Regions from separate parts of the Mus musculus genome. Here all the other regions are linked to region 1. Evidence: chromatin contacts called from public HiChIP or PLAC-seq and promoter capture Hi-C data. All regions are on one chromosome and are shown on one strand. Each heading gives the region's core, a stretch centred on a gene start, on an enhancer-like site or on the middle of the called end of the contact. The rest is flanking DNA. Distances are from core to core; before and after follow the strand shown. Region 1 holds the start of Zfp9 (zinc finger protein 9). Region 2 holds the start of Lrtm2 (leucine-rich repeats and transmembrane domains 2). Region 3 holds the start of Cacna2d4 (calcium channel, voltage-dependent, alpha 2/delta subunit 4). Region 4 overlaps Dcp1b (decapping mRNA 1B). Region 5 holds the start of Dcp1b (decapping mRNA 1B). Region 6 holds the start of Cacna1c (calcium channel, voltage-dependent, L type, alpha 1C subunit). Region 7 holds the start of Zfp239 (zinc finger protein 239).

Region 1 (4,038 bases), core at 748-3,247:
TGGCCAGTCTCAGGGAGGACAGGTTGTATTCTGAAATTTACTACTCTGTTTCCGAGCCGCCTCTTAACCTCCTCATTCAAACCAATCCCCCACGCCAGCCATGGAGGCAAAGCAGGCAACTTACTCTAAAGCGACCCCATTTCCTCTTAGGGATGCCCTTCACTCTCTGATCCCTGAGAAGTAGAGTCTCCTGAAAGGCTTACTAGAACCTCAATGGTTATAGAGAATTTGGAATGCTACCAGTTCAGAGTCAAGTTATCGTGGGCCATCTTCAGTGAGTGTACTTGCGCTCCCGCTTGCACACACACACACACACACACACACACACACACACACACACACACACAGTCACGTGACCCAGCACATTAGCACTCCTAAAAGCAATTGATTGCCCTCTGCTATGTGTGAGCTGGCATCTTTGTGACTATCAGGTAAATTACTTGGAGTCTACAACGAGATGGCTGGTCCTCACCAACCCAAGGCTATGAGTGTCATCTGAGAGCGTCTGAGGCCAAGACTTTCCCATTTGGTTTTACCCTGCCCATCTATTGTTTCCGCCAGTGTGTGTGAGTGTCCTCATTGATGACTTCTTCTGTTCTATTACTCTGAAGGCTCTGTGAAGGGACCAAAGAGATGGGGCAGAGGTGACGAGTGCTGGGTCCACTTCCAGAGGACCAGGGGTTCATTTCCCAGTGCCACATTATGGCTCACGACTGATCGTCACTCCAGTTCCAAGGGATCAGATGCCCCCTTCTGGCTTCATCATGCATGTCTCCCACATGATACACAGACATGCAGGCCCAAACCCATATACACAAAATAAAACAGCCCCGGGAAGCAGCTTGCACGTTGGAAAAGGAAATTTGGGGTGCCCTAAGTCTATGTTCCAGGACCATCATTATGTTCAGTTCACAATAACCCCTTAGAGTTATCCCCTTAGAGGCAAGAGCTGTGTTTCTGTGCCAACAATACCTTTATCCTGAACCTTGCAGGCTGTTTGGTCCCCTTGTCTCTTAAGTTGGCCTTTTGAGGACCAGTCAATGAGTCTGAGTCCTTATGGCTGCCCGGGGCTCAGTCGTTGATCTTAAAAGCTCTGGCACCATATATGCTATATGTATACATTTATGTGTAAAAATTGTAACTTTCGTATGAAGAATGTAATATTTCCATATTTCTAAGGTTAGTACAGTGCGGACTAAAGTTATGGCCAAGGACATATACAAGTTGTTTTACATATTCAGGACATCGTTCTTAGTGAGAGGATAAGAATGGCATTCTGCATCGGTAGGATACAACTTTAAAAATTTGGCCAGGGGGAGGCGGGGACTAACATGTAGGGCACTTTACTTGGTGTATTCTTTTGGTTTATATATACTGTACATATTTTTTTAGTTTCTCGCGTTTCGTGTTATCGTTTACATAGTTTTGAAAGGTAGTAATCCTAAGACAAAATTGCAAGCTCCTTGGATGTAAACTTCAAGTATTTAAGCTACCCCACCGTACACACTGCGCACCCTCTGACGGCCTTCTGTCTAACTCCGCAGGGTGCCCATTGCTTGTTCAATCATCCCCTTAAAGATCAGGCCTTAGGGAAGCAGCGCAGCGCTCAACAGTGAGGTACTCAGAGCCAAACTTCATAACGTGATCACACACGGAGTCATCGCGGAGGCTTCTGGAAAGCGTAGTCCAGAAAGGAGGGCCGTTAGGCGCATGGGCAGAGCCCTCGCCTGTCAGCTGAGGAACTTTTGTCCTTCGTCTTGCGGGGGACACCGAGCCCCGCGGCATCCCCCGATTTGAGGGGTTCTCCGATTGCGGCGGGCGGGCGGGCGAGCGAGCACGCGATCCTGTGGGGCGGCGGCGGGAGGAGCGCGCTGGGCGGGCTGAGGAGGGGAGGGGAGGGGAGGGAAGGGGAGGGGAGAGGAGGGGACATCAGCGGGAGGCAGGCGGGTCTGAGCCACCGCCCGGGTGACGTGGCACCCACTCGCCTTGTCCTCCCGCCACGTCGGCGTCCTCCCGCTTCTCAGCCATCCCCGGGCATCTGCAGCGGAGGCCGCTGTCACCGAGGTGAGAATCGCTCAGGGCGCACGGAGCAGGGCAGTCTTGCAGAGTGCTGTGGAACAAGCAGGGCGGGCTGCTGCTTTTCCAGCAGAGCCAGGTCCTTTCATCTGGGCCCCTCAAAGCTGTTCACAGAGGCTGTTTGGTTTACCCAGTACCTGCGGGTGGTCGTAATCCTCTATTGTTTAACTCTGCCGGGCTTGTCTCTTCCACGCAGTCCTGTCTGCGTCTGCTTTCCGTGCAGCCGCTGAGGACACAGCCTTGAAGCATACTTGATCATACCTGGAGTCTTCTATTCCTAAAACTCCTCCAGCCTCCTCTGGATCCCTTAGTGTGAGAGATTAATTAAGGCTCTCCCTCCCCATATCCCTCAGCTATCCTTTGTTAGACTGTTGAACAGTTATTTGGAAGTACAGTATTGCTTTTTAAAAAAAGGTCTTTCAGTATTAAATTTTCCTGAGAATCTGGGAATTATATACACTCACCCTCTAAGGGAATAGAAGTAAAACAGATTGGGGGTGGGGTGTCGATCTGGCCTTGGAGCTCCAGACTAGTTTGGAGCTGTTGAAACTCCTGCCTCAGCCTCCAGGATGCTGGGTTTACAGGTGTGTGCCACCCCGTCCAGCAGAGACAGATCTAAAAGATGAGAACTGTTGTTCATTTGTGTTCTCTGTTACGAAGGAGATTTCCTAAGGCTGATGATTGGCGCATTTGTATCTGGCCTTATACATTAGGCCTTTGGTATGCACCCGGCTGACTGGAATTAAGCATTTGGTTTTTTGTTTGTTTGTTTTTGTTTTTAATCTATATACACGATATACCTTTTTAGGGAATATGGTACTAAAACTGTTGTCTAATTAATTAATGACTTTATTTATGTATTTATTTGAAATAATGTCTCACTATGTAGTCCAAGCTGGTCTAGCTCTCGTTCTATAGCTTAAACCAGCCTTAATCTTGCTATCTGCCTGCCTCGGCCTTTACAGTGCTGGGGCTAGAAGTGTGCCTCACTCCATGTGGCTTCAAATTGCTATTTTTGAAGGTAATTTTGTTTCAAAGCTTCATTTGTTTCAAAGCTAGATTTGGCAGCCATGCAACAGTTCATTAAGATGTAATTTAATTTCACCCCACCCCCCTGTTTCAGCCTGTTTTGAGAGGCCAGTCAATTACAGGGATCTAAACCTGTTGTGTGGCTGTCAAGGCTTGACCGGAGGCTGCACAGAGGGTTATTCACCATGATTTAATTCCTTTCACTTTAAGAATAATAGCATTGAAACTAAGTCCCAATGCCGGTAGCAGACATAGCAACAGAACCAAAAGGAATCATATATAAGAGAAAATGGATCACATGTAAGGTTCTTGAAGAAGTGCTCCGTTTTCTTTTTGCTTTGAGAAACTGTAATTTAGGGAGAAGAAATGCCTGGTATTTGAAAGCTTTAAGATGACTTTCTAGCTTTGGAGGAATGTAATATTAACAGAAAAAAAATGTTACTTCCAATATAAACAGCCAAGGTCCCCTGTTTGCATATGTTACAGTTCCTTTGAAATGAATCTGTTCTTTGGTGTTTACAGGTTGGGTGCTTTTATCTTAGTCAGTAAGCAGACAGATGCTTTTCAAACAGACAGTAGAAATGTTTAGATTTAGTCAAAGACAAACACGCCCCAGGCTCATCAGGATGGGGAGAAGGCTCAATAGAGAGGCCAGTAGTACTTCATCCTGGTCCCTCTGATTGGGTCAGGACAGCTTCTCAGTATACAGTACTAAAATGCTGTCTCTAACTTTCTCACAGGAGACCTGGAGCTGTGGCCTATGATTTCCTAGGACTTCACTCTCCCAACTTTAGAGGGTAGAACACCACCACTCCCCATCCCCGCTCTAAAACACTGCAGAAAATGACCAAGTACAAGGTGGGTACCTTAATTTGCTTAACTCTGTGCGTGCACACATATATTCAATGAGGGTTTTTGAAAGAGAATCTATGG
Region 2 (4,038 bases), core at 1,023-3,522, 850 kb before region 1:
GGGAGGACAGACAATCTTCCTGAGTCACCTCGGGCTACCTGTTGTGTGGCTGCATCTGCCCACAATGTTTGATGAGGAGTCGCGGGGTTGGAAGCCTTGCTGAGTGGCTTTCCTGGGATCGTTAAGAGAGCTTTCTTTATGGTTGGGTCTGATTGGTCCCCATCTTAGACCTTGACCTTAGTTTTGAGGAACCTGCCAGGTGAAGGGTAAGTCTCGGATGTCTACCCACCTGCCACAGCTTACCTGAGTCCTTCCCCTGCCCTTGTCCTTCCTGTCCCAGCTGTCTTCCCATCCTTCGGTCCCTCCACAGGGACCTCCTGTGTTTTCCTCTGGGCTCATAGCCTGACAGAACACCTCAGTAAGACCACAGGCAGCTGGGGGCCTTAACAGGGTATTCACCCCTGATCTCTGGTGCTACTTTGTGATCAGGGATGGCACTCAAAGCAAAGCACACACAAACCAGTACAGCAACACACACACACACACACACACACACACACACACACACACACACACACACAAACACACATCAGGGATGGCACTCAAACAAAGCAAAGCACACACAAACCAGTACAGGAACACACACACACACACACACACACACACACACACACACACACACACACACACACACATCTGGAGCACCAATTTTCCCCTGCTGGCCTCTGCACCTGTGTTGATCCTTCTTGGCCTATGATTGGCTAAACAGGGACTGTGAGGGAGGGGCCTGATTTGTGCAGCTGATAGCAGTGGCCTGGAAGGTACTCAGGGAGTGCCAGCATCCTAGGATTCCTGGGTGGAGGCAATTTCAGAGCTCAACCCACCTGCTTATTCTGTAAGTTGAGAACTCAGCACGGGGTAACTGCTCAGCTGCTAACTACTTGAGAAGCAAAAGCATAGATTTAACCAACAGGAGGGCATAGAGCTGTGGGTGATAGGGAAAGGTAAGGCAAGTTACCCCCAAACAGCTCACAATACAGGACAAAAAGCTACCACACGGACTCCTCTGTGATCAGAACTATAAAGTGGTACAGAGAAAAAAAATCCCTGTAGAGGGATGTTGGGTGTTGCTGTTAATTTTACTTATATGGTGTGTGTGTGTGTGTGTGTGTGTGTGTGTGTGTGTGTGTGTGTGTCCATCCCAAGGACAGCCTGTGGGAGTCTCTTATCTCCATGTGGGTTCTCGGGGTTGACCCCAGGCTATTAGGCTTGACAGCAAGTGCTGCTACCTGCTAGGAGAGCCATCTTGCCCCCACCCCCACCTTCCAGAGCTGAGTTTTTAAGGCAGGGATAGATCACTATGCACAGAGATCACCGTGCTCCTGAAGGGTCTGTTTTGCTGAGGCAGGAGCTGGGAGAGTGTTAGGGTAGTGGCTGGTTGCCTTGTTGAAAGGGCAGGCACAGGGAACTTCAGAGAGGATGGGGACTCTCTCAGCTCTGCTGGATTGCAGTCCTGAATCAAGGCGCGCCCAGCCCTGCATATAACATAGAGAAAGGACCCTGAGATACATATTCATGCTGTGTTACCTACAAGCTAGATCATCTGCTGAACAGGCAGGATGTAAAGGAATGAGGCCTGTTTCAGGCTGCAGGCTGGGAAGTCCAGCTTCTCTTCTGGCTTAGCCTCTGGCTCAGCCCCGCATTGGAAGGAACACTCTTTATGCCAGTGAATGGCAATGTGTTAGACTTGCTCTGTCTTGATTGGGAGAGAGGTCTTAGACCACCAAGGCCAGCTCCTTCAGTTCCCCGTGTGCACAGAGGCACATGGTCTCTGCTTGTTGTTCCTTCAGGTTGCAGCTGCGTGCTCTGACACCTCTCTCTCCCAAATAGTCCTGGCCAAGGGTGGTCACATCTACAGACTCAGCCCCTTGTCTAAAGGGCTTTCTGTTGCCTTGGCATCTCTGAGGACCCTCAGCGTTCCTCTTGTAAGAGGAACTCAGCCTTTAAGGAGCTGGTTTTTCCTTATCAGAACTGGGGTCTGACACAGGAGACAGACCTAGTGTTCCGGCAGGTCTAAGATCCAAGACAGTCAGCGGGGCTGTGTTTTGGGTCCTGTACCCCTTGGAAGGTCCTGCCTTCTAGACAGCCAGAGATGGCCGCTCCTGGGAGGTGAGAGGAGATAAGGGTACCTGTAGTACCTGTAGTCTGGGGCAGCGGAGATTCACCCACAAACGCTCTCCTGCTGCCACAGAGCTTCGGAGGCCGGTGCGCGCGCCCGCCATCGCAGATGCGCCCCAGCTGTCACTCCGCTGCGCGCTCTCCTCCCTCTGCTTGCTTGCTGTTGAGCACGCGCGCTCTGATCCTTCTACCTCTCCCCCTCTTCGGTCTGTCTTCCTCCCGCCCTCCCTCTTTCGCTTCAGTTTGTCGCTGACCCCGCAGCCCCCTCCCCGGCAGCGGCAGCTCAGCCTGCGGGTCCGCCTCCTTCACAGGCGCTGCCCAGTCTCCCGCTGCCCTGAACCAGACCGGACATCCCTGCGTTCTGCCTGCCAAGCTGCCCGTGTGTCCGGCTACCTGGTCTGAGCATCAGGTCCCGGTGCAAAAAGGTGAGTTGTGAGCGGCTTCTGGGAGAGAATGGGGTTGGCGCAAAGGGCTTGGGTATGGGAACTAGGGACCACCTGTCCCTGCACGATGATCAGGGCTTTCTTCCCAGGGCAGTTGCTGAGGTGGGGTGGGGGAACCACTTAGGACCAGATAACCTGGGCAACCCAAAGGTACAGAGCATTAGGAACTCTGACTCCTTAGTGCTGGGGACATAGCGGTGTATTCTGCTAAGGAGGGGGTATGGAGGAGGGGACAGGGAGGAGAGCAGTGCTGGTGCCACATGATGGCCCCGGGTAGCATGGAAATGTCCCTGCAGCGGGAGGAGCGGCAGCTATGGGAGGGGGAGACAGCTTGGGTGTTGGAAACAGGCTGGCATTCTGAGAGGCCTGAGTGAGGGTGGAGGGTGGAGGACCCACTGAGTGAGGAGGCGCAGGCTGGACCTTTATACCAGTTGCTCTTGCTGGCCTTGCTGGCCCCGAGGTAGCTGTCCTTGAACAAGGGTGCAAAGGAGCCCTTCCTAGTTGGAATAGTCTTTGCAGTCCTGATAGAGCCTCCTTGGTGGGGGTGTGGCTGGGAGTGAAGGAGGGGTGTCTGGTAGTTCTTCCTTACAAACCCAGGCCTTGATTTTTAGCACACTAGATGGCCAAACAAACCAGGAGCCCGAGATGCTTAGGTGGTCCACCACTGCATAATGCCCTTTGCAGCAGGTGGGTCAGATGCCTTCCAAGCCCCGGGTGCTTAGTGTAGGGGGCAGCGTACAGCGAGGTCACATTCACCTGCTGCCTGGCTCATATGGGCATGGATGGCCAACTCGGAGCAGGACACTGCTTCTCAGGAGCCCCAGGCCCATTTCATAACGCTGAATTCTGCCCAGGAATCTGCAGTTCAAATTCCTGTATGGCCGGCAGGTCTGGGACTGGGCTCTGATTGGTTGCTCTGCCTCCCACCCCCAGCTGTCTGCATTCCAGGGTGGTGGTGGGGATGTTGGCACCAGGCTGCCAGGGTTTGTTGGGCATTGCCTTGTGTGACTCAGATTGACAGGCCCACAGCTTAGATAACTACAGCAGGTGGGGGGAGGGGAAGGAGCCAGCATGTGGCGCTGGGCGGGGGAAGTCCAGCTGGTAGGGAAATCCAACATCAGCTTCCAAGCTGCCAAGAAGAGCCCAGCGCTCCCACCCCCACCTTCCCACTGCAGGAGGGCTCCGGCTCTGCCAGAAGAGGGAGACAGGAAAACCAGGCAGGACAGGCAAAGAGACGGGCTTCTTAAGCCACCCCCCCCCCCAGCTGTGTTCTTTGAGGTTTGGCTAGAGGATGTGTCTGCGCTCAGGACAAGCTTACCCTAGTCTCATTTTCCAAGTGCCAAGACCCAGAGTCAGGGTCTTGCTTTAGTCAGGTGGGTGGCAAAGGAAGGCGCTGGAATGGGTGATTGTGTGTGTGTGTGTGTGTGTGTGTGTGTGTGTGTGTGTGTGTGTGGCTGGGAAGAGCGGGGAGCCAGGA
Region 3 (4,038 bases), core at 481-2,980, 760 kb before region 1:
CAGTGGGACATCTTGTGGTTTCAGGCACATGCAGACGGCAAGGTTCTCTTGAAGGTGGCAGAAAAATCACTCAGGAGCCCTATGGGAAGCTGGTCTCTATGCTCCAGGAGTCAAGAGGTGGGATATCAAGAGAAAAGGGGAACACCTCACGCATCCAACTGTGGGGGCCACAGTCTCCAGGATCGGGAACCAGGAGGTTTGTGGCAGCCTTGTGTAGGGAGGGCAAGTAGCCAAGGCTGAGGGCTGAGTGTGAGGTTCAACAGGACAGGGGCAAAGGACTGCAAGGGACCCGGTGATCACAAGCAGGAGGAGAGAGTGTGGTAGAGCCCCATCCTCCTGGGAACAGAAGGCAGCAGCGGGGCTTTGGGAGGTGGCTATCCCATGCTTCTCTCTAGGTTTCTGTGTGGATGGCCACCCTGGATGCCAGCCATCTTTGCTTGGCCCCCTGCCATCCCGGAAATTGCTTTCTGGGATAAAGACTGCTCAGCTTGTGCAAGGCTGCAGTGGCTGTCTCAAAAGCCAGGCTGGCTCAGCAGTACAGATTCCAGCATTTTCATCTGTGGACCTGCGTGCTTGGAGAATGGTATTACCTCCCTCTCCGAGAGACTGCCTGGGCTGAAAGCCATCGTTGGAACAGTGCTGAGCTGAGCTGGGGGGTGGTGTTGGGGGGGGTGAAGGGGGGGTGGAGGGGAGGTCACCCAGTGTCATGGAAACCCATTCTTCCCAAATAACAGACTTGGCATGGGCCCCGTCTTGTCAGCTGGGTACCAGCAGCTAGACACAGATGTGAACTGTGAAGAGTCAGTCTAGGACCCTCAGCTTCGTTTAGTGTCTGGAATGTTCCTGACTGGGGAAGAAAAAATAACCATCCAGGGAGATTGTATCAAATGTAAATTCTGAGTGTCAATGTTTTCCAAATACCAGTTTTAATGTGTGGTGCAGAATTGAAGCCTTGAAGGAGACAGGTATGGAGAGAACAAGGCCAACAGAACCCATCCTGAGTCCCTAGACAAAGCCCTGATGTAGGCACCAGCCTGCCTGTCCATTCACAGCGGTTTTACCCCTACTTGGTGTTCAAACACAGTCACCCCATGAGCCCTGGGGGTGTGACACAAAGGTCATTTCCAGCACCTCTTCAGCCCAGACCCATACTACCTTGTAGTTTAACCTCCCTGCTGGCTGCCTGCATTCTCATCTACACCGGATATCAACTACACAAAGCCAGAAGGTAAGGACATGTGAACTCCAAAATCAGTAAGGATACGAGGAGGCTGGGGATGGGGGGGGGGGATGAGGCTAGGAAGGAAAGGCTCTCTCAGAGGCTGGCTAGAGGGAGGAGGTGTCAAGAAGGGGTCTTCAGGGTAGGATCAAAGTCAAGGCTCACGTTTCCAGAGGAACTGTGGTCTGGCCCCTCACGGTAGGCAGGGAGGTGTCCGAGAGCAGCAGCCACAGGATGATTGGCGTCTTCCACAGGGAGGTCCACACTGCTGTCCACCGTCCACTGTGGTCTTGGTTGTGGCTAGAGGACAGCATGGGGCATCTTGCCATGGTGTTCCCACTGGGGGAGGGGCAGGGGAGGAGGACAGAGCCCCTGCTGGGAGATAACTTGCTGCCACAGGAACTCCTGGGCATGCAAGTGTTCTGCCTGCTGTCCAGTCCCAAGTAAAAGATGTTGCCCCCAGCTGCAGCGGGCAGAGGGTCCACCCCAGGTGATCAAAGGGGAAGGCAGTGAGCAAGCACCCCCTCTAATCCACTGGCCTCTCCTCTAATCCCTTCTTGTTGTCAGAGGAGGGGCTGATGCAGGAGTGGGGTGACCTCAGCAGGATTGCCCTGATTCCAGCTCTGAGCAGCTGGGCCAGTGTGCCCTTCTGCTCCAAAGAGGCCAACTGATAGCCACAGAACAGACAGCCTCTGAACTTGGGGGGAGGAGGATACCCCACCCTGGTCACTGAGTTTGCTCAGAGCTGTGCTAGCCCCAGACCCTGAAGGACACTGGTAGCCCTTTGAGCATTCCGTAGGAGGGGGTGGGCAGCCCACTTTGTGGGGCTAGGCTCTGGGGCGCTGAGATGGAAGGAGGTGGTGTGGTTCACGTTTCCAGGCCTGGAGTTTTGGGGCCAGCCAAACATGACTGGCATGCACAGGGAATACCCTAGCAACCTGGAGGTCTGCCTGCCTTGGAGGTGCACATCCCTTTATTCTGACAACACACCTGGAAACCTAGGACCCTACCCTCCCATGCTGTGCGCACATACTGCTCAGCAGACAATGCGTTTCGACCTGCTCCAAGGTAAACCTGCGAGACAGAGCTTCGCTGTCTCCCCTGGAAGCCATCACCCCACCTCCTGTCTTTGATTTTGATTGCCTCATTTTCATCAAATGTCATTGTCATCCTTTTGTCATGGTCTCACCTTACTTAGCATAGTGTCCTTAGTTCACACGTGTAACATGCATCAGAACTACGTCATCCCAAGGCTGCGTCCCTCTGCAGTGAGTATATACGTTTTGCTTGACCTTGCAGCCCTCAGCCTGTGCTGGCTCTTGGGAGGCCATGTCCCTTTACTTCCTGGCCAGCTTGAGCAGGCATCCATCAGTCACAGCTATGTGCCACCTGCTTTCCTGCGTCTGGTCCCACCAAGAGCTCCTGTCAATCAGCTGTGCAGGGGTTATCACATGATGTCACTGTATGTCCTGTGAGTCTTGTCTGACAGTTGGTCTCCTTGGCCCTGACCCCATCCCATATCAACCTGCATTTTAAAAATGCAGGGACTCTTTGAAAATGTAAAGCCTTCAGTCTGCTCAGGGGACCCTGTGGCTGCCACCTGACTGCAGGTTTTGTTTTGTTTTTTAATTTTTTATTAGATATTTTCTTTATTAAATTTCAAATGTTATCCCCTTTCCTGGTTTCCCTTCAAAAAACCCCTATTCCATCCTCCCTCCCCCTGCTCACCAACCCACCCACTCCCACTTCCCTGTCCTGACATTCCCCTACACTGGGGCATCGGGCCTTCCCAGGACCGAGAGCCTCTTCTCCAATTGATGTCCAACAAGGCCATCCTCTGCTACATATATGGCAGGAGCCATGGGTCCCTCCATGTGTACTCTTTGGTTGGTGGTTTAGTCCTTGGGAGCTCTGGGGCTACTGGTTGGTTCATATTGTTGTTCCTCCTATGGGGCTGCAAACCCTTTCAGTTCCTTGGGTACTTTCTCTAATTCCTCCACTGGGTACCCTGTGCTCAGTCCAATGGTTGGCTGAGAACATCCAATTCTGTATTTGTTGTAGGTCACTGGCAGAGCCTCTCAGGTAACAGCTATATCAGGCTCCTGTCAGCAAGCACTTGTTGGCATCCACAATATTGTCTGGGTTTGGTAACTGTATATGGGCTGGATCCCCAGGTGAGACAGTCTCTGCATGGCCTTTCTTTCAGCCTCTGCTCCACACTTTGTCTCTGTATCTCCACCCATGGGTATTTTGTTCCCTCTTCTAAGAAGAACTGAAGTATCCACACTTTGGTCTTCCTTATTCTTGAGCTTCATGTGGTTTGTGAATTGTATCTTGGGTATTCCAAGCTTCTGGGCTAATATCTACTTATCAGTGAGTGAATATCATGTGTGTTCTTTTGTGAATGGGTTACCCAACTCAGGGTGATATTTTCTAGTTGCATCCATTTGCCTAAGAATTTCATGAATGTATTATTTTTAATAGCTGGGTAGTACTCCATTGTGTAAATGTACCACATTTTCTGTATCCATTCCTTTGTTAAGGGACATCTGGGTTCTTTCCAACTTCTGGCTATTATAAATAAGGCTGCTATGAACATAGTGGAGCATGTGTCCTTACTATAAGTTGGAACATCTTCTGGGTATATGCCCAAGAGTGATATAGCTGGATCCTCAGGTACTGTGTCCAATTTTCTGAGGAACTGCCAAACTGATTTCCAGAGTAATTGTACCAGCTTGCAATCCCACCAGCAATGGAGGAGTGTTCCTTTTTCTCCACACCCTCACTAGCATCTGCTGTCACCTGAGTTTTTGATCTTA
Region 4 (4,038 bases), core at 805-3,304, 720 kb before region 1:
CCAAGAAGAATGCACAGAGGGAGTATTATCAGGTGACACCTATGAGAAGACTAGTGGGAGAAAGGGGCCCAGCCACCGGCCACCTGAGTTTAATGCCTGAAATCACCAATGACCTTAGCTTGTTCCCAGAACCCACAACCCACAGGGCTGAGGGACCTGACTTTTGAAAGCTGTCCTGACCTTTACATGTGAACTGTGGCTTGTTTGTGACTCTGTGTGTGTGTATATATATGTGCATACACACATGTATGCACTCCAGCACTCAATTAAATATCAGTGTCAGAGGCAGGTTTGGTGTCTGAGTCCTTTCAAAACAAGATAGCAATAGTTTATTTTTGGTAGACTTGGTCCACGCTGTCTCTGTCATTGTCACCATGACATCATGGATTATTACTTAACTCCACACCCAGCACTCTGTCTGCACTGCTGCTGGGCTCTCGTGACACTCTTGTAAGCTGGCTACAGTGCCCACTACATAGGATCCCATTTGCCCAGCAACCAGAACCATCTTCACAGAGCATCGCGAGCTTAGGAGGAGGTCACCCAGGGCAACAGAGGTGCTTACTGCTACTGGGTGCCAAGCATTTTGCAGCCTTTTCAGGGAGTCAGGAGTCTGTAGTTTTTATTTAACAAACCATGAACTAATTTTGCTATCTCTACTTAATACTTAGGATGCACACACACACACACACATACACACACACACACACCTCCTTAGCTAACATATATATGTTAGAACAGGGCATACACTTTTGTCTGTTCAAGTCTACTTTTATGCCTTTTGTTCTGATTTCTACTTTTTAAATTACCACAGCGCATGTGTGGAGTTCAGAAGAGGAGACCTTGTGGAACTTGGTTCTGCCCGTCTACCATGTGGATCCCAAGGATCAAACTCAGGCCATGAAGCTTGGTGGCAGGTGTCCTACCAAGCCATGTTGCTGGGCTCATGCTTTGAGTTATGAAATACTTCACTATGTAGTCCAGGCTAGTCTGAAACTCACCATCCTCCTGTTTCAGCTTCCCTAATTCTGGGATTACAGGCCTACCCACCAACAAAGACATGAATTTGGTTTACACGTTGCCACTCTAAGTCTAGGAGGCCCTCTAACTGGATACCATTTGTATGCAGGCCACTGATTTCTTAGGCTCCCTCTACATCCTGCTCTGTTGACTTCACCTGCTGCCGTCAGTGGTGGGCTTTGCCACCGTGGTATCCCCACGAGGAAGAGGAGACTCACCTTGGTGTACTCATCCTTGGCCTTGGTGAGCATCTGCAGGATATCTACTTCTTGGCCCTCTCCTGAGCTCAAGGTCACGGGGGAGGATCCGGCTCCATGACAGGCTTTCAACTGTTCGCTCTGAGTGAGGCTAGAAAAACGGGAAGCTGCGATTCAGGAAACTAAAGTCAAAAGCGATGCTATTTATCACTCCAACTCTCTCCCAAGGGTTTTCATCCCACTACAACCATCTTAGGACTGCTTAAGCATTTGAAACAGAAAATGAGAGAAGAGGTCCTGAGCCAACAGGCCACATATGCAAATCCAGGGTAGGACATCAGAAGCTCTGTCCTTTGGACTCTAGCCTGCTCCACCTGTTCTAATAAAGAGAATAACAAACACAGGCCTGCTCGTTGCTGGACAGAGCAGTCCTGGCTGCTTTTACACTACAGCCGCAGGGCGGCTGCTGACTGTGGAGGAAGCCTTACAGAACATTCAACAGGGAAGATCTCTATGGTACAGACTCCTTCCCTTCCAGAATGCTGTGAGGTCAAGCAAGGTGGGCTGTACCACCTCAGACCTTGGCGATTCAGAATCGAAAAGGTCCCATTCGAACACTGACCTCATGGTCCTAAATGCTACAGGGAAACATTTTTTTAAGTCCTTTTCTTTGTGTGCTTTGATTTTTCAGCTCAAATTCTTATGTTAACTATGCAGATACTGGTAAAGTATGACCTGCAAAGTTACCAACAGATTTCCTTCTAACTAGAGAATGCATCTGAATCCACACAGATCAACTGCTCCTTGCTATCTACAATCGGCTTCCTGCCTGAGGGGTGAGGCACGCACCAGGTTTACCATGACCTCTTGGCTGAGTTACAGGGTATTTTTTAATCCATATGAAATCCGGCTATTATTGTCCCTTGCACAATTTACAACACCATGAAATGTTTAAGGAACTAGTTGTTATGGTGGTAAATACCAGTTTGAACACACTTAATCACCATCTGGGACTTGAGCTGGTTGCCTAAAATTAGCTCTCACAAGCAGGAGTTTCAGGAGTCAATTTTATTTATAAAAATGTGTTCCCTGGTTTTTATTTCCTTGTGGGGGTCACTTCTTCATTCCATTGCCCTGGGATGTAGAAGCGAATACTGGTTCTTTGCAGGACGAGCATCACGTCCACATGGGGACTAGCTATCCTAAACAGAGACCCAGCCCCATTAGGAATTTGATTAATTCTGATGACCTTGGCTATTTGCATAAACAGCAGCCGACAGTGAGCAGCCAAGTCGGAACTGGTCAGAGCCCACCAATCAATCGCACCTGAGCCTCCTTGTGATCCAATTAAGGAAGCCAAAGTCAGAGAGTACCTCAGGAACAGCTTGAGAGAAAGAGACTAATAAGTCTAAGAGTAGTGGGGGGGGGGGAGATGGGGAGAGAGAGGTGATTGATTCTGTACCGACTGCTAAACTAACATGAACTGATTCGGACTTCCCCAGAGAGGGGGACTGAGGAGGATTCTAGGCCCTTGGTGTTTGAGGTGTATCTGGGAACTCTGAGTTACAAGCACAGTTTAGAAGGAAGTGGAGGGTATCAAAGGCTCTGGGCAGCCTTTCAGGGTGACCCTGCATGTTCATTTTACTGATGGACACATAACTTTCCATAGAAAATACTACTTATTTACAAATGAAGAAAATGCCAAAGAAAACCACCCCGCGGAACAGCTCACAGCACATGGAGAGAACAATAAGCCACAGAAGCTGAGTTTGCAGAGAGCAGGGCAAAACTGTTTCTCACTCTCTTCATATGCTAAGCAGTGACAGGGTCTGGGGGTGGGGTGGGGTGGGGTGGGGTGGGGGTGGGGTCGTGTGAGGATGACAGCTGAGAACCACTTCCTGCTAGTGTTGATTCACACATTTAGAAATACGAGCCACAGTGCCAGCTCCTAGGACACGATTGGCCTTTTAATACTTACTTTTTCATTAGTTTTGCAATTCTCTGGCACTCTTCCTTATCATAAAACCAAATTCCATAAATGGACACTGGGGAAAAACACATCAACAAGCCGTAAGCATCCTCAAAGCACACAATGGAAGGGAACCCCCTTTCCGTCTTACAGGAAAATCCGCAATAATCAGTCACAGTGAATTCATTCGAGTGATTATTAAATAGATGAAAGCAGTCATTGGAGTCAGAGCCAGGGCTACATGAGACCCCGTGCCAAAAGGAAAAGCATGTGCTGTTAGAAGCGCTGCTGAGCGGCCTACACCCTGAAGCCTGCTTCCCTGCCTCTACCCAACAGGCAGTTGGTGAGCGCTTCATAACCAAGCGGCTACAGATTGAAAATGAGATCAGGATGCTAAACTTCTTGGCTTTGAGACGTCATTGTTTCTATGTTCCATTTGCACATCTCACAAACACATTTCATCTTTATTCTTAAATATTCAGAACCTGATGCTCATCTCATGCCTGGAACCCTCCTTCCCTCTCCCTCTCCAAGGAACACGGTAACTGAAAAACTGGCTATGAGTTATTAGGATAGGAAACTAGAAAAATATAATTTTAATAATCAATTTCACTTTAAAATGTCTGTACAGAAAATTTACAAATGTTGGAAGGTTAGGTGTGACGATGGTGTAACCATTTAGCAAGGAACGGAAAAAATACCGTTGTGGTTGATTTTAACCATTTTCCAAGTAAGCTGTCTATTAAATTTAGTGTGTACCCAGCTCTATCAGATCTATAGTACGGGTTAAGACAGTTGCAGGATACATTTGTGAGTATCTAGTTTAGGGCCTGGTCACATATGCAAATAATC
Region 5 (4,038 bases), core at 1,094-3,593, 700 kb before region 1:
CTATTCTAGTCATGGCAGAACTATCTTAATCCTTTGTGTGAGTATACGTGTGTTCTGGGGATTAAACTAGGGCTGTGCACACACTGAGCACAGGCTCCACATGCTAATCACATGAGGCTCCACATGCTAATCACATGCTCTACCACTTCACTGATCCCCGGTCCCTTGACCCTCACTCTCTGTGCATTCCTCCTTCTTCCTCTCAACACCCGACGTCGACTTCCAATGTGATAAGGACTCCCTGCCTGTACCTCACCCGTCTTCGTGCCAATCCCTTCCCTTTCATTTTTAAGGATATTTTTATACTTATTAGGTTTACACTGGAAAGGCTTTCATCCGGAGACCTGAGTGATACAGCACGGGGAAACAGCAGTGATGACTTGATTGCCCCCAGAGACTGCTCTATTGTTGAACTAAGTCTCTCTCCTTTGCCAGGCAACCACAGCCTAGGAGATCAGGGCTTTGAAAAGAAATGACCTTTTACTGAGTGAATTATATCCTGTCTGAAGAAAACAAGTCGAGGAAGCAGGAAAACAAAACTCCTGTAAATAATGCAATGTGACACTGGCCTTCACTGGGCGTTTGGTCCACCTCTGTAGGGATTTAAAACGGTTTCTGCCACACAGGACTGTGAAGAGGCGTTAGGAAAACTGCTACCGAGGGGTGGGAATGGTGCACTGTACATTTCAACGGCTTCTGATCTTCTAGCCTGAGCCTCCTGCCGAGTCAACTTACCCCACTAACTCTTACTGGGTCCTACTCCATGTATACTAACTGAATTACCTCCATAATATTAGGTGTGGATTGGCAGGCAGAGGCCAGTCCAGGCAGAGGGCATGCAACTAATAGGTTGCAACCCCTTTGGCATACGTCTATCTCCAAACATAATTGCATTACAATAAGAAGAGTAGCAAAATTACAGTTAAGAAGTAGCAACGAAAATAATTTTATGTTAGGGGTCACCACAACAGGAGGAACTGTATTAAAGAGTCCCAGCATTTGGAAGGCTGAGAAACATTGACCTAGAGAAGTGAAGCACGTTTATGTACAGTATCTTCACATAAATAGAGAAACATTTCAGTGGGGAAACTCCCTTTACTTATATAGGCCCATAGTGTAATTTCCTCTGGTGTCCAAGAAAGACAGCCTCAATTAATCAAACTAGGGATATTCAGAACAATGGATCTCTGCAGATTTCCCCTTCAGGTTTGGCTCTTAGGAGAACAGACATGAATTCTTTGCCTCACTTCAGTTAAGAACTCGGACAAAACTATCGGAAAAGATTCCCGGCCCTGTTTCAGGGGTGTTGGGGATGAAGCAGGTGCCTGCCCCAAGCTCCACGTCCAAGAACTTTCTTCATTCTTTTGTGTGCATGGTTTTTGGGTCGTTCTTATTACAGCCTACTTAATCATAAATCTGCTCAAAAATGAAAGTTTTCTTTGCATAAATCTTGATGTTTGTTTCAGTCTTGGCGAACACACCGGGGGAAAAAAATTGAAAATTTGCAAGGTGTTTTCCATACACCCAATGAACCTTATTAAAAGCATTGGTTATATACTGATGAATATTTGGACAAAAGTCACAAAAGAGGAGGAAATGACACTTTTATATATTCAAAGGGATGGTTTATAAATGATAAGAACCAATGCCTAGGCCAGAACTAATTGGTCTCCCGTTGCAATTCCAGTCTAGTTGTGTGGAAAACTAAACTTCATCCAGTTACTGTAGGCTGGGACTCGGTCTTGTTGGAAATGGACTGAAATGGTTAGGTTACCAACCCTGGCCTCCTACATCCAAGTCTGGGGTGTCCCACCCATGTCCATTTCCTCTTTATTCTCCCACGCTTGCTCTTAGGTGGGTGCCTGCCCTGCATTTCGCACTCCGGCTGCTCCTCCTCCGCGAGGCTGGACTTATCTAAGTTTGGGGCTTCCGGGCTGCCCTCCGCTGCCGGAGAGCTTCTGTCTTCTGATCTCAAAGCCCGTGGCCCGCACTCAGCGGAGCCGGCCACACCTTCTGTGTCCCTCGTCCCCCACCTGCTGGTGGACCCGCGGGTCGCCCTCCACCAGGACCGGCCCCCGCCCGCCTAGCCGTGCCCAGCATCTCCCGCCCTGTCCGCGCCCCGCCTTCCGCACGGCCGCGGCGTCCGCACGCACCCACTCGTTGGCCCGATGGCCGAAAGTGTACAGAGCCACCTGGCTGGCCACGTCCACGATGCGACTGATGTAGGGGTCGTGGCGCCGCAGGGCTGCCAGGCTGATATCGTGTCCCTTCCCAGGCAGGCCACCTGCCGCCGCGGCCGCCATCTTCCCACCCACCCTCCTGCCCAGCCTTCAGGAAGCCCCCTCAATCGACCGCCGAGCGAGCGAGCGAGCGCGGCGGGGCGACCTTCCGGCATTTGGGGACCCGGGCTAGGCTTCGCTAATCGATGGCCGGGTCCTCTCGCGGAGGATCGTCGCCTTGGCAACAGGAAGCTCAGCCCTGCTCAAGGAAGCCCGTTTTATCTATTTCTTTCTTCAGGAGCCTCTGAGCTGTGCCCATTTCCTTCTTGAATACGGCCCACGCCTTTGCAGAGCTCTTCTTTGGCTCTTCGATGACCAATCAAACATAGTCACTCCAAAAAGAACTCTGAGAATTCTTAAATGGGGCTCCCCAATATCCGTGAGGGATTTCCTGAGTGCCTCAGAGGCCTGCAAGGTTATGATTGTCCATGACAATTCTGAGACTTGCATGATGTGTGCAAAAGGACGACTGCACCGGTAAAGAACCAAGGGAGGCCCCAAACTGCACCACTAGCCGGTGTATTCTTGCCGCTGTGCATTATTCTCTGGAAAACTTGTCTGAGCAGCTGAAGCCAGGCGTCCCTTGGTCAAAGTACTAAATTAAAAAAAAAAAAAACAATCTTTGGGTATATTTTTTAAATTAATGTGGGGGAAAAATTAGAAAGAATGGATAACGCAGAGCTGTTGCACGCCATATTTGCCTCTAGGCAAATATGTTCTGCACTTGAGATGGGCTGAATTTGTGGTTTTATTGTAGGTTTTGCTGGGGTTGGAGGGCTTGTTTCTCGAGACAGAGTCTATGGCAGGTTTCAGTCTTTGCTCCTCCTGCCTTGGGGTCTTAAGTGCTAGGACTACTGGGGTGTGCCACCACCCAGCCCAGGGGTTTAATTTTACTTCCACAGAGCATCAGTTTAACATGAAAGAAAGATGAACAAACTTATGGCTATTCAGATAGATTCTGGACAGGCTTTTTCAAAACTAAGATTTTCCTGTTTCTTTCAAGAAATCAAGGGGTAGGTATTGTTGCTAATGATAATTTTTTAGGTTAATTTTTAAAAAAATGGGCCATGAGCTTGACTGTCTCAATACTTAAGTCTCTTCAGATGAGACCTGTGGTGCTATCAATGAGTACACTTCTAAAAGATTATACTCTAATGGGAACTGTCAACATTTGAAAGATATAGCTCCCTTAGCCCGGTCATTCAATGATTTTCAGATAATAAAATGGTGTCACAAACTCACATACAGGTAGGAGATCCATTCAAGGCGAATGTGGATCAGTGGATTTCAGTGTCCCACAAAGTATGAAAGGGTGATAGGACTTCAAGAAACTGCACTTTGTCAAATTTTGATATATCATCAAAGGATATTTATAGTTACATGAACAGATCATTAAAGTGGCATCCCTTGTACCATTACATTGTCTTTGTGAGGCTAGGACTTGTTCATTTATGTGACTTATTAAGTCAGTTTACACTTGGGATGATGAGAATCTGGTAGTTGCTCAGTGCATAAAGCTGAGTGCCTCACGAGTTCTAACATGGCACTGAATACCTGGGTATCTGGGCAGCTGCTGGTCCTTACTCAACAGTGGAAGCCTGGAAACACTGGTTCTCATAACAGTATCAGCATCAAACCAAGCCTGTGGCAATAGGGAAGGCCAGCAAGCAAGAGGTAAAAAAAAATCTTCCTTCTGTCACACAATCTTTTTATCCGGGCTGCACTTAGAAGGCACTGTCCACACTTGGAGTAGATCTTT
Region 6 (4,038 bases), core at 409-2,908, 630 kb before region 1:
CACTCAGCATGAATGTATTAGGTACCCACTACCTACCAGATGTTGCTCCAAGAAACGCAGTGAGAAAACAGTACTAGGAGTCTTTGCTGGGGGTAGGCAGGTCGCAGTGTTTACTCAGGGTAAGACTAAGAACAGGGGAAAGAGGTTTGTGTGTGCAGGGTGTGAGTGCAGGCGAGGGGATCATTTCTGGAGGAACAGCGAGGAGGAACAGCAGTTGGAAAGTGTGTGATGGACGTCGTCCCTAGCTGTTCCTGCAGTCCTTGTAGGATACTGTCACTGTCACTAAAATGACAGAGGCCACTGGAGGGTCTGGGTTAGACGCACCCTTTGAAGTGGATTGTTCCAACCGAACGAACCCGAGGAGAGGAGGGTAAATAGAGAACCAGCTACTGCAGAGCGCCAGAGGTAGAACTTTGGCTCAGCCATGGAAGGTGGCAGCAGAGAAAGCCAGGGAAGGTTACACTGCCTTGTTCTGTCTGAGGTGAATTCCGAGATATACTGATGTGAAGCGGTGGAGGAGATCAAGTCAAGGTGTCTCCAGGGTTCTTCAGCTGAGTTGGGGGAAGGCTGTGTGAGAAGCAGGCCTGGACATATAAGGTTTGATTCTCAAGTGGAGAGGGCAGGTTGGCTGGCCTATGGGTGAGAAGGAAGGTCTAAACTGGAGATTTGCAGCTGACACTTAGCCGTGCTTAAAGCCACGTAGATGATAGGGTCTTTTAGGGAACCTGGAGACAGGGCGTGAAGTCTTCTAAGGGTTGATATTTAGATCTGGTTTCCCAGTGGTAGGCCCTTCTAGAATGGGCTCACCAGCCCCATCTAGAGGGTCGTGCGTGCAGGAGGTGCCATACATATTACTGTGACAGCGAGAGTCAGGGAGAAGTGTTTCATAGCTCCCCGCCAGGGTGGCAGAATTAAGAGAAGTAGGTAAGGAGACACTGGCAGAACACGTGCTCGCCTGACCCCAAGGAGAGAGCAAACCTGGCTGTGTTAATGTTCTCAGACATCTGGGCACCACTGCTGCCTTGCCCACAAGGCTCCGCCTCTTGGGCTCTCTCTCTCCCCGCCCATCTGCCCATCCTTGCCTGTGTGTGTCACTTCTACAACCGCTCTGATTGTAATCGATCAACAGAATCACGGCTCATTTTGCTGTTTCGTCCGGTCGATGTGAAAGGGGCCGGGAGTTGGGCACATTGTAGTTCGTGTTGCCGGGATTCCCCTCCCAGGCCTTGCTAGCGTGGCGCCCCCCCCCACCCCCCCAGGGACGCGCGGTGGCCGCGGGGCCTCGGGAGGGTGGAGGTCTTGCAGCCGGGCTCTCGGAGGTGTGTCCGCTCCTGGGCTCGTTCCCCGCCGTCGCGAAGCCAGGGGGTTCTCGCGTGGCGGCGCCGCTCCACTCGGGCTCCGGTCCCCGCCGCGCGCCGCCGCCACATCTGGAAGCGTTCAGCTCGTCTGCTCCGGCGCGCCGGGCGGGCGGGCGGGCGGGCGGGCGCGGGCAGGGGCGGGCGCGGGCGCGGCGGGGCTGGAGGGAGGAGGGAGGCCGCGCCGCGCTCTCGCGCCCGGTGTCTCCCTCTCGCTGCCTCTGCAGAAACAGCTCCCTGCCAGAACGGCGCTCGGCGCGGCGCGGCCCGGAGCGGCGGCGGCAGTGGCGGCGGCGGCGGCGACGCTTCCCGCGGGCTCGCCCTCAGGTGTTCGCGGCTGCCGTCGCCGAAGATCGCGGGTCGGGGCCTCGCGGCGATCGCCCTGGGCGGGCCGGAGACGCCTCGGGCCCCCTGGCGGCTCGGGGTCCACCCGGCGCCGCGGGCCCGCCGCTTTCCCTCGCCTCGCCTTTGCGCCTCTTCTCGCTCTGCCTCTCCATTTATTATTCTTATCATTTTTATTTTCAAATGGTGTAGCCGCCAGAGGTGCGGTGCTAAATTCTTGGAAGGGGCCCGGATGTACTGAGGATGCATTACAATCTCACGAAAGGAGGCGGTAGTGGAAAGCAGCAGTTTTTGGTGTTTGGTGCAATAATGGGGATCAGGTAATCACCCGAAGGGAGCAAGAACCACTGCGGATCCACGGGTTCCTGGATTTGCGCGAGAGCCGCCGGCCTCGGAGGAGGGATCCATCCCGAGCCGCTCGCGGCTGTTGCTGCATTTCTTCCTCTTTGTGGCTTCTCCTTTCCAAGCAGTTTTTGGCCAATGGTCAATGAAAACACGAGGATGTACGTTCCAGAGGAAAACCACCAAGGTAAGCGGGACCCCAGCGCCTCGCCGGGCTCGCCCGCGCTGCCCACGGCGGGTCCCGGTGGAGCGGCCCTCGCCGCGTGCCTCGCGAGGGGCGCCAACCCCGCGCGCGGGAGCCCGCGGGAGCCGGCCGAGCCGCCGTGCGAGCCGGAGCGGAAAATTCCCGCCCCTCCCCCTCCGCGGCCGGGCTTCTTCGGAGCATGTGGTTCCCATGAAATCCCGAGCGAGGGGGAAAGTTCCCCAAGTGTCGGCGCTGCCTGCATTTCTCGCCTTTGCCTCGAAAGCCGGCCGGCCAGTCTGGCCACGGCGAGCCGAGGAGCCGCTGCTTCGGGGTCCCTTGCTTTGCTGGGGCGCGGCAGGGAACGCGCGCTCTCGCGCGCACCCCTACGGAGACCAGCCCCGCGCCGGTGGCCCCCCAGGCTGCCCCACGTCCACTCTTCCCGACGCCACTTCCTCGGGCAGTGCGCTCCGGGTCGCGGGTGGGGGTGGGGGCGGGGGCTGCAGCTGTGCGTCTCAGCGCGCCTCCTCTCTCCAGGCTCTCAGGCTCTTCGGCTTCTCAACACCGCCCACCTCTCCACTGCCATTGACCCCGAGCGAGCCCACGCCGGGTGCCGGGTGTGTTACTGTTAGCACCCCAGTGTGGACTCGCACCTGAGGATGGAAAGCGGTTAGAAGCCTCAGTGATGTGTGGGCTTTGCTTTTCCATGTTTTCAGGGAATCATGAAAGGGTGTGACTAGCTCTGAGGCTCCATACTTAGTGTTCTCTAAGCATCTCCATCCTGGGCATCAAGTGTCATCAGCTCCCCTCTAATGGTGAATGGCTTTCGGGTAGCTCCCCACTTCTTGGAAACTTTCTCCCTCTCCTCCCCAGTCCCCATCGACAAGTTATTATTTTTGACATTGCTTAGTGGTTAAGGTGATCAAGCTGAAGTGTCTTGCAGTCCCAAGATGCCCTTTCTACGGGCTCTCTGCCCCGTTGCTTGACTGTTCCCTTTCTCTTTCGCCTTCAGCAGCTACCGTTGCTCTTCCACATTGTGTCTTTCCTTGCCTTGCCAGGGTACTTCTTAGTGACTCTCCAGAGCCTTGCCTTGTGGAAGTAATCTCCAGGCCTGATACTGGTACCCAGCCCCTTCTTCCTTTTACCCTTTTGTCACCATTTGGGGAAAGGGCTATTGCCTTTGCAGATTAAGGCTGCCGGGGAGCTGGCTTTACAGCTGGTCTTCTTTCATCTGGAAGCAGCTGGCTTTCTGCTTTCTGTCTTGGGTGGCAGCATTGGGATTTTGTCCTCCTTAAGAAGAAAGACTTGTCCAGGGTCATGGGTACTAGGTCTTTTTATGCCATACGGGCAGCCTGGATTACCTGCCCTTATCCTGCCTCTGTCCTCAAATCCCTTTCCTAGCTGATGGAGTTATGGTTGGTTCAGGAGGAGGAGAGATGAGACATAGAGGAAAGGGTGATATTTTTGTAGAGTGGGGGTGGGCTAGCTTTTTCAGGTTCTGCCCATGCCCTCAGTCTAAGCAAGTTGGCAGAGGAGAACCCAGCAGTATTGTCCCATCTGTCACTACCCAGGGCAAGACATCTTTGTAAAACAGGTATGCCCATAGTTGGCATGGTCTCCTAGTAGTGTAGGGTAAAGCCCTTCTTAGCTTACTTTCTTACTCTGCTTCTTTTCTCTTGCTACTTTGCTTCTCGATGGCATCCCTAAGCCCCTTGCAGGGAGCAGGCATTCAATGCAGGAGCAATAGCCCTACAGGTTCTGGAGAACGATGTAGGGGGAAGAGGAGGCAGCGGTGGCCAGGAACTCTATACCTTTCCA
Region 7 (4,038 bases), core at 1,095-3,594, 620 kb after region 1:
CCATCTGGTCCTGGGCTTTTTTTTTTTTTTTTTTTGGTTGGGAGACTATTAATGACAGCTTCTATTTCTTTAGGGGATATGTTTAGATCATTAACTTGATCCTGGTTTAACTTTGGTACCTGGTACCTGTCTAGAAATGTGTCCATTTCATCCAGGTTTTCCAGTTTTGTTGAATATAGCCTTTTGCAGAAGGATCTGATGGTGTTTTGGATTTCTTCAGGATCTGTTGTTATGTCTCCCTTTTCATTTCTGACTTTGTTAATTAGGATACTGGCCTCGAACTCAGAAATTCGCCTGCCTCTGCCTCCCAAGTGCTGGGATTAAAGGCGTGTGCCACCACACCCGGCTAGTCTCAAGGTTTTTTTTTTTTTTTTTTTTAAGATTTATTTATTTATTATATGTAAGTACATTGTAGCTGTCTTCAGACACTCCAGTAGAGGGAGTCAGATCTCGTTACGGATGGTTGTGAGCCACCATGTGGTTGCTGGGATTTGAACTCTGGACCTTCGGAAGAGCAGTAGGGTGCTCCTACCCACTGAGCCATCTCACCAGCCCTAGTCTCAAGGTTTTAATCCACAATGAAACATCCCAGAGGCTAGAGCCCTAGTGATCCAATACTCTCTGGAAACACCTTTAGAGACTCAGGAAGAAGTGTGCTTCACTAATTCCTAGGAATCTCTCAGTTCAATTATCAGTCAAGATTAATCATCATATGTATGATGGCTACATATAATCTGCTCACCAAGAACATGAGTTCTTTGATGAAAAGCTTCAGTTTATATTCTTTTTTTTTCCTACTTAGCATTAGACTGGGCATATACTAACTTGGAATGATCTCCAACAAGCTACAGTTTTGATCTCACGTAAGGAGGTCAAATCCTTAGGAGGTAGGACCTAGTAGGAAGAATGTAGGTCACTGGGGATGCACCCTTAAAGTGATATTGGGATCCAGGTCTTTCCCACATGAGGTGAACCAAACTCTGTTTCATAGGTCCAAAACTGAGTCAAGTAATGACAGACTAAAACGATGGAACTTTGAGCAGACAAATCTTTGCTCTTTACAAACTCATTACCCAAGATATTTTGGTCTTAACAACGAAGAGTAACTCGTGGAACATACACCGAGTGAAATGTACGATAGGAGAGCCGACTTCCAGACTACAGGGAGAAAATGCTCCATAGAGCCTTTCAGAAGAGCTTGGTTGGATGTTTTGAGTACTTCACAAGGTGGCAAGGCAGTGTAGTGAGAATTAACATAGAACTTCCGGGTCAGCAGACCCAATGCTGAACCAGTTGATACCGTTTGCTAGATACATATTGTAAGGTCCCAAATGCTCTCGTTCCCTTGTATAAAATACCAATCTCACAATGAAGCTTGGCAATAAAGAGAAAGACCACAAGGACCTCACTCTAGGCAAATACTCAATGCTGATTTCCTAGTTTGTTCTAAGAAAGAAAAGCTGTATCTAGCTCAGAGATGAGGCATTTTTGGTGAAAGAAACTGCAAGTCACCTGAAGCATGGTCATATTTTCAGGGAGGGGCAGATTCTGCCTAGGGTAGTTCTGACATGCCCATCTCCTCAGACCAACCTATTTCAATACTGAAGTTCTGGAGTGGGTGTTCTCAGGTTCTGTGCATCTTCTCACTGCGTGCATTACAGCTACCCAGTATCCCTTGCCAGACCGTCCTCTCAGAAATCTGACTGGTTTCTAGGTCGCAGAGGGGAGGGCTGTGCAGCGGAAACCTTAGTACTCTTAGGGGTCTCTTCTAGGAGCCTCTCTCATGGTCTCCTGATGTCCAGCAACATCATCATTGGACCCACCCAGGTCAGAACTTGGTCAAGCAAGAGGAGGGTGTCTACGGAGCTGCGGTTTGCTCTGCTGCAGGGGCCTGGCCCTCCGTGAGGGTGGCCTGGTGCACGGGGTGTTACTGGGGGTTTGGGGGTTACCGTGGCTGCTAGCACGTGGGATCGCAGCCGCAAGGAGCCTTCCCAGCCTCGGAGCCTGGCTCCGAGTGGTAATGCCCCCTAGTTTGGACCAGGACACCGCTGCCCACCCCTGGGGCAGCCCAGCTCTGCTCACCTCTTGTAGGTAGAACCCACACCTGGTAACGCAGGACTCCCGAGCATCATCGAGGATTCGAACTACAAGTCCCAGAAGGCTGCGGGCAGGAAAGCGCTACTTCCGAGCTCACTTCCGGCGACGATGGGCTCACTCTTGTGAGCCCCCAGTTTGAGGTTGTGGTTGGCCCTGAATAGTTCAAGTTGTTGTGCACTCTTTTCGTTGCAGACACATACAGTTTTAAAATACTCCCCCAAGGTGTCTTTTACTTGTTATGATGATGCTAGAGGGTAAAAAATCATTATAAAATTGTCTTCAGCCTTAAAAATATTCTGAAGCTGTTAATAACCACTTTAAGTGAATAGTGTGGTATATGTATTCACAGCATGTAATCTCATCACTAGGGCCGAGGAAGGAGGTTTGTGAGTTCGAGAAGCCCGTGTCGAAATTTAAAAAAGAAAGAAAAGAATCGATCACTGGTTACTCCATGCTCTTATCTTTGGAGTACAGTCTCCAGATATTTATTGCGCAGGTCACCAACGCCTGTAATTCTAACTCCAGTGATCCCTACACCCTCTTCTGGACTCAGGCGCCTGTGTTCATGTACAATGTGTTCATGTGTACAAACCTACACACACACAAACTTAAAAACAGAATATTTTTAAGAATCAACAATAATGTATTTGGATATAAAGAACTAAAAACTGGATCATAAGGTTGACTTAATAGATCAGTGAACTTCCAAACCCAAAAAATAATTTTAATCATAAAATAGCCACCCCTCCAGAAATTGATGCCATTAAATCTGAAAGAAAATGTCAACGAAATTCTAAGGAATCAATAGTATTAAATGTCGCTAAGTTTCACTTACCAACAGGATTTCAGAGTGTTTTCTGAGTGTGCAGTCGTCTCCCAAAAGGATCTCTAGGTAAACCTGTGACATTAACATCCAATCTGTAGCCCACATGGTCCCCAGGAACGTTGTGAAAGCCCATCACAAAACTCTTAAACCTCAGACTTGAGACTTCTTTTTACAAATATCTTTTGTTCATATATTTCCCTCTGTGTGTGTAAGCCCTTCCCCCGTGGGTGTGGCCATCCGAGGACAACTTGCAGGAGTCACCTCCTTCCTTCTTCTCCGTGGATCCTGGGGATTGATCGCAGTCTGGCAGGATTGGCTGACAGGCACCCTAACCAGAACAGCCCGATTGTTCTTCTGAATGTGGCCTTTGTAAAGGACAGTGGTGTGTCACAGAAGGTTGGACACACTGTTTTGTTTTGTTTTATAAAGATTTAATTATTTATTATAGGATTACACTGTAGCTATCTTCAGACACTCTAGAAGAGGGATTCAGATCTCATTATGGATGGTTGTGAGTCACCATGTGGTTGCTGGGAATTAAACCTTTGGAAGAGCAGTCAGTGCTCTTAACTACTAAGCCATCTCTCCAGGTCCCTGGACACACTGTTAACAGTTACCAGAGTACTGAACTTTGTTCTGCCCAGAGGGTCTTAGGTATTTCATAGCAGAAACTAGTAACAGAATGGGGCTAGGAAAGGCCGATCGTTTTAAAGTCAAGGCTATTTGGAATGCTTAAATTAGGTGTTGTGCATTCAGATAAAAATAGATTATAACATTTAAACCCAATATGTATGGTATCACTTTCCACTTTCTAGGAATCCAAGGTGCATGTTTTCTATTATTTATTTATTAATTTTGGTTTTTTGAGACAGGGTCTCTCTGTGTAGCCCTGGCTGTCCTGGAACTCACTCTGTAGACCAGGCTGGCCTGGAACTCAGAAATCCACCTGCTTCTGCCTCCCAAGTGCTGGGATTAAAGGTGTGTGCCACCATGCCTGGCTTCTTATTCCTTTTCTTATTTACATGTTCCTGGTAGCTTAGGCAAGAATAATGGGTAAGAAATCATCCCTAGAGATGGGGCCACTAACATGACCTTATCCCCAGGGAAACCAATGC

What was found. Promoter capture Hi-C pulls out the DNA fragments that hold promoters and counts their contacts. HiChIP or PLAC-seq counts read pairs in DNA pulled down with a chosen protein or histone mark.
Region 2: a contact with region 1 is called in a FOXA1 HiChIP or PLAC-seq map of pancreatic cancer cells. The contact joins the promoter of Lrtm2 here to the promoter of Zfp9 in region 1. A contact is called at or near these places in 4 of 39 promoter capture datasets (the 3T3-L1 cell line, the C10 cell line, embryonic stem cells and 1 more) and 7 of 115 datasets of contacts at active chromatin or transcription factors (the NIH/3T3 cell line, astrocytes, embryonic forebrain and 3 more).
Region 3: a promoter capture Hi-C map of neural stem cells shows a contact between it and region 1. The contact joins the promoter of Cacna2d4 here to the promoter of Zfp9 in region 1. A contact is called at or near these places in 1 of 39 promoter capture datasets (neural stem cells) and 1 of 115 datasets of contacts at active chromatin or transcription factors (the NIH/3T3 cell line).
Region 4: a contact with region 1 is called in a promoter capture Hi-C map of embryonic stem cells, with 4 times the contacts expected there. The contact joins the enhancer-like site here to the promoter of Zfp9 in region 1. A contact is called at or near these places in 8 of 39 promoter capture datasets (cranial neural crest, embryonic stem cells, hippocampal neurons and 3 more) and 1 of 115 datasets of contacts at active chromatin or transcription factors (astrocytes).
Region 5: a contact with region 1 is called in an H3K4me3 HiChIP or PLAC-seq map of neural tube, with 5 times the contacts expected there. The contact joins the promoter of Dcp1b here to the promoter of Zfp9 in region 1. A contact is called at or near these places in 1 of 39 promoter capture datasets (liver), 2 of 484 Hi-C or Micro-C datasets (group 2 innate lymphoid cells and muscle stem cells) and 4 of 115 datasets of contacts at active chromatin or transcription factors (the NIH/3T3 cell line, astrocytes, embryonic stem cells and 1 more).
Region 6: an H3K4me3 HiChIP or PLAC-seq map of embryonic stem cells shows a contact between it and region 1, with 5 times the contacts expected there. The contact joins the promoter of Cacna1c here to the promoter of Zfp9 in region 1. A contact is called at or near these places in 2 of 39 promoter capture datasets (both in embryonic stem cells), 7 of 484 Hi-C or Micro-C datasets (Th1 cells and embryonic stem cells), 7 of 115 datasets of contacts at active chromatin or transcription factors (embryonic stem cells, extraembryonic endoderm stem cells and stem cell-derived neural progenitor cells) and 1 of 9 other capture datasets (embryonic stem cells).
Region 7: a promoter capture Hi-C map of liver shows a contact between it and region 1, with 3 times the contacts expected there. The contact joins the promoter of Zfp239 here to the promoter of Zfp9 in region 1. A contact is called at or near these places in 1 of 39 promoter capture datasets (liver), 1 of 484 Hi-C or Micro-C datasets (embryonic stem cells) and 1 of 115 datasets of contacts at active chromatin or transcription factors (bone marrow-derived macrophages).

What each region holds. Positions count from the first base shown.
Region 1 is chr6:118,477,232-118,481,269 of GRCm38.p6, reverse strand. It overlaps Zfp9 (zinc finger protein 9), which reads left to right and starts at 1,997. Exons shown (of 6, transcript NM_011763.2): 1 at 1,997-2,064; 2 at 3,846-3,963. The coding sequence starts at 3,949.
Region 2 is chr6:119,329,000-119,333,037 of GRCm38.p6, reverse strand. It overlaps Lrtm2 (leucine-rich repeats and transmembrane domains 2), which reads left to right and starts at 2,272. Exons shown (of 5, transcript NM_172492.3): 1 at 2,272-2,543. The region is part of intron 26 of Cacna2d4 (calcium channel, voltage-dependent, alpha 2/delta subunit 4); the gene reads right to left.
Region 3 is chr6:119,234,216-119,238,253 of GRCm38.p6, reverse strand. It overlaps Cacna2d4 (calcium channel, voltage-dependent, alpha 2/delta subunit 4), which reads right to left and starts at 1,730. Exons shown (of 38, transcript NM_001033382.3): 1 at 1,385-1,730. The coding sequence starts at 1,548.
Region 4 is chr6:119,198,152-119,202,189 of GRCm38.p6, reverse strand. Dcp1b (decapping mRNA 1B) reads right to left here. Exons shown (of 9, transcript NM_001033379.3): 4 at 3,196-3,262; 5 at 1,239-1,368. Among named protein-coding and RNA genes, the nearest start is that of Dcp1b, 25 kb to the right of the region's middle. Within about 2 kb of position 2,054, at least 15 of the 459 cell types and tissues checked have an H3K27ac peak or open chromatin away from gene starts, as enhancers often do. A contact at or near this core is called in embryonic stem cells, where this site is marked.
Region 5 is chr6:119,173,558-119,177,595 of GRCm38.p6, reverse strand. Dcp1b (decapping mRNA 1B) reads right to left here and starts at 2,343. Exons shown (of 9, transcript NM_001033379.3): 1 at 2,154-2,343. The coding sequence starts at 2,303. It also overlaps a transcript of Cacna1c not described here.
Region 6 is chr6:119,106,115-119,110,152 of GRCm38.p6, reverse strand. Cacna1c (calcium channel, voltage-dependent, L type, alpha 1C subunit) reads left to right here and starts at 1,658. Exons shown (of 47, transcript NM_001159534.2): 1 at 1,658-2,226. The coding sequence starts at 2,178.
Region 7 is chr6:117,861,187-117,865,224 of GRCm38.p6, reverse strand. Zfp239 (zinc finger protein 239) reads right to left here and starts at 2,344. Exons shown (of 4, transcript NM_001001792.2): 1 at 2,083-2,344.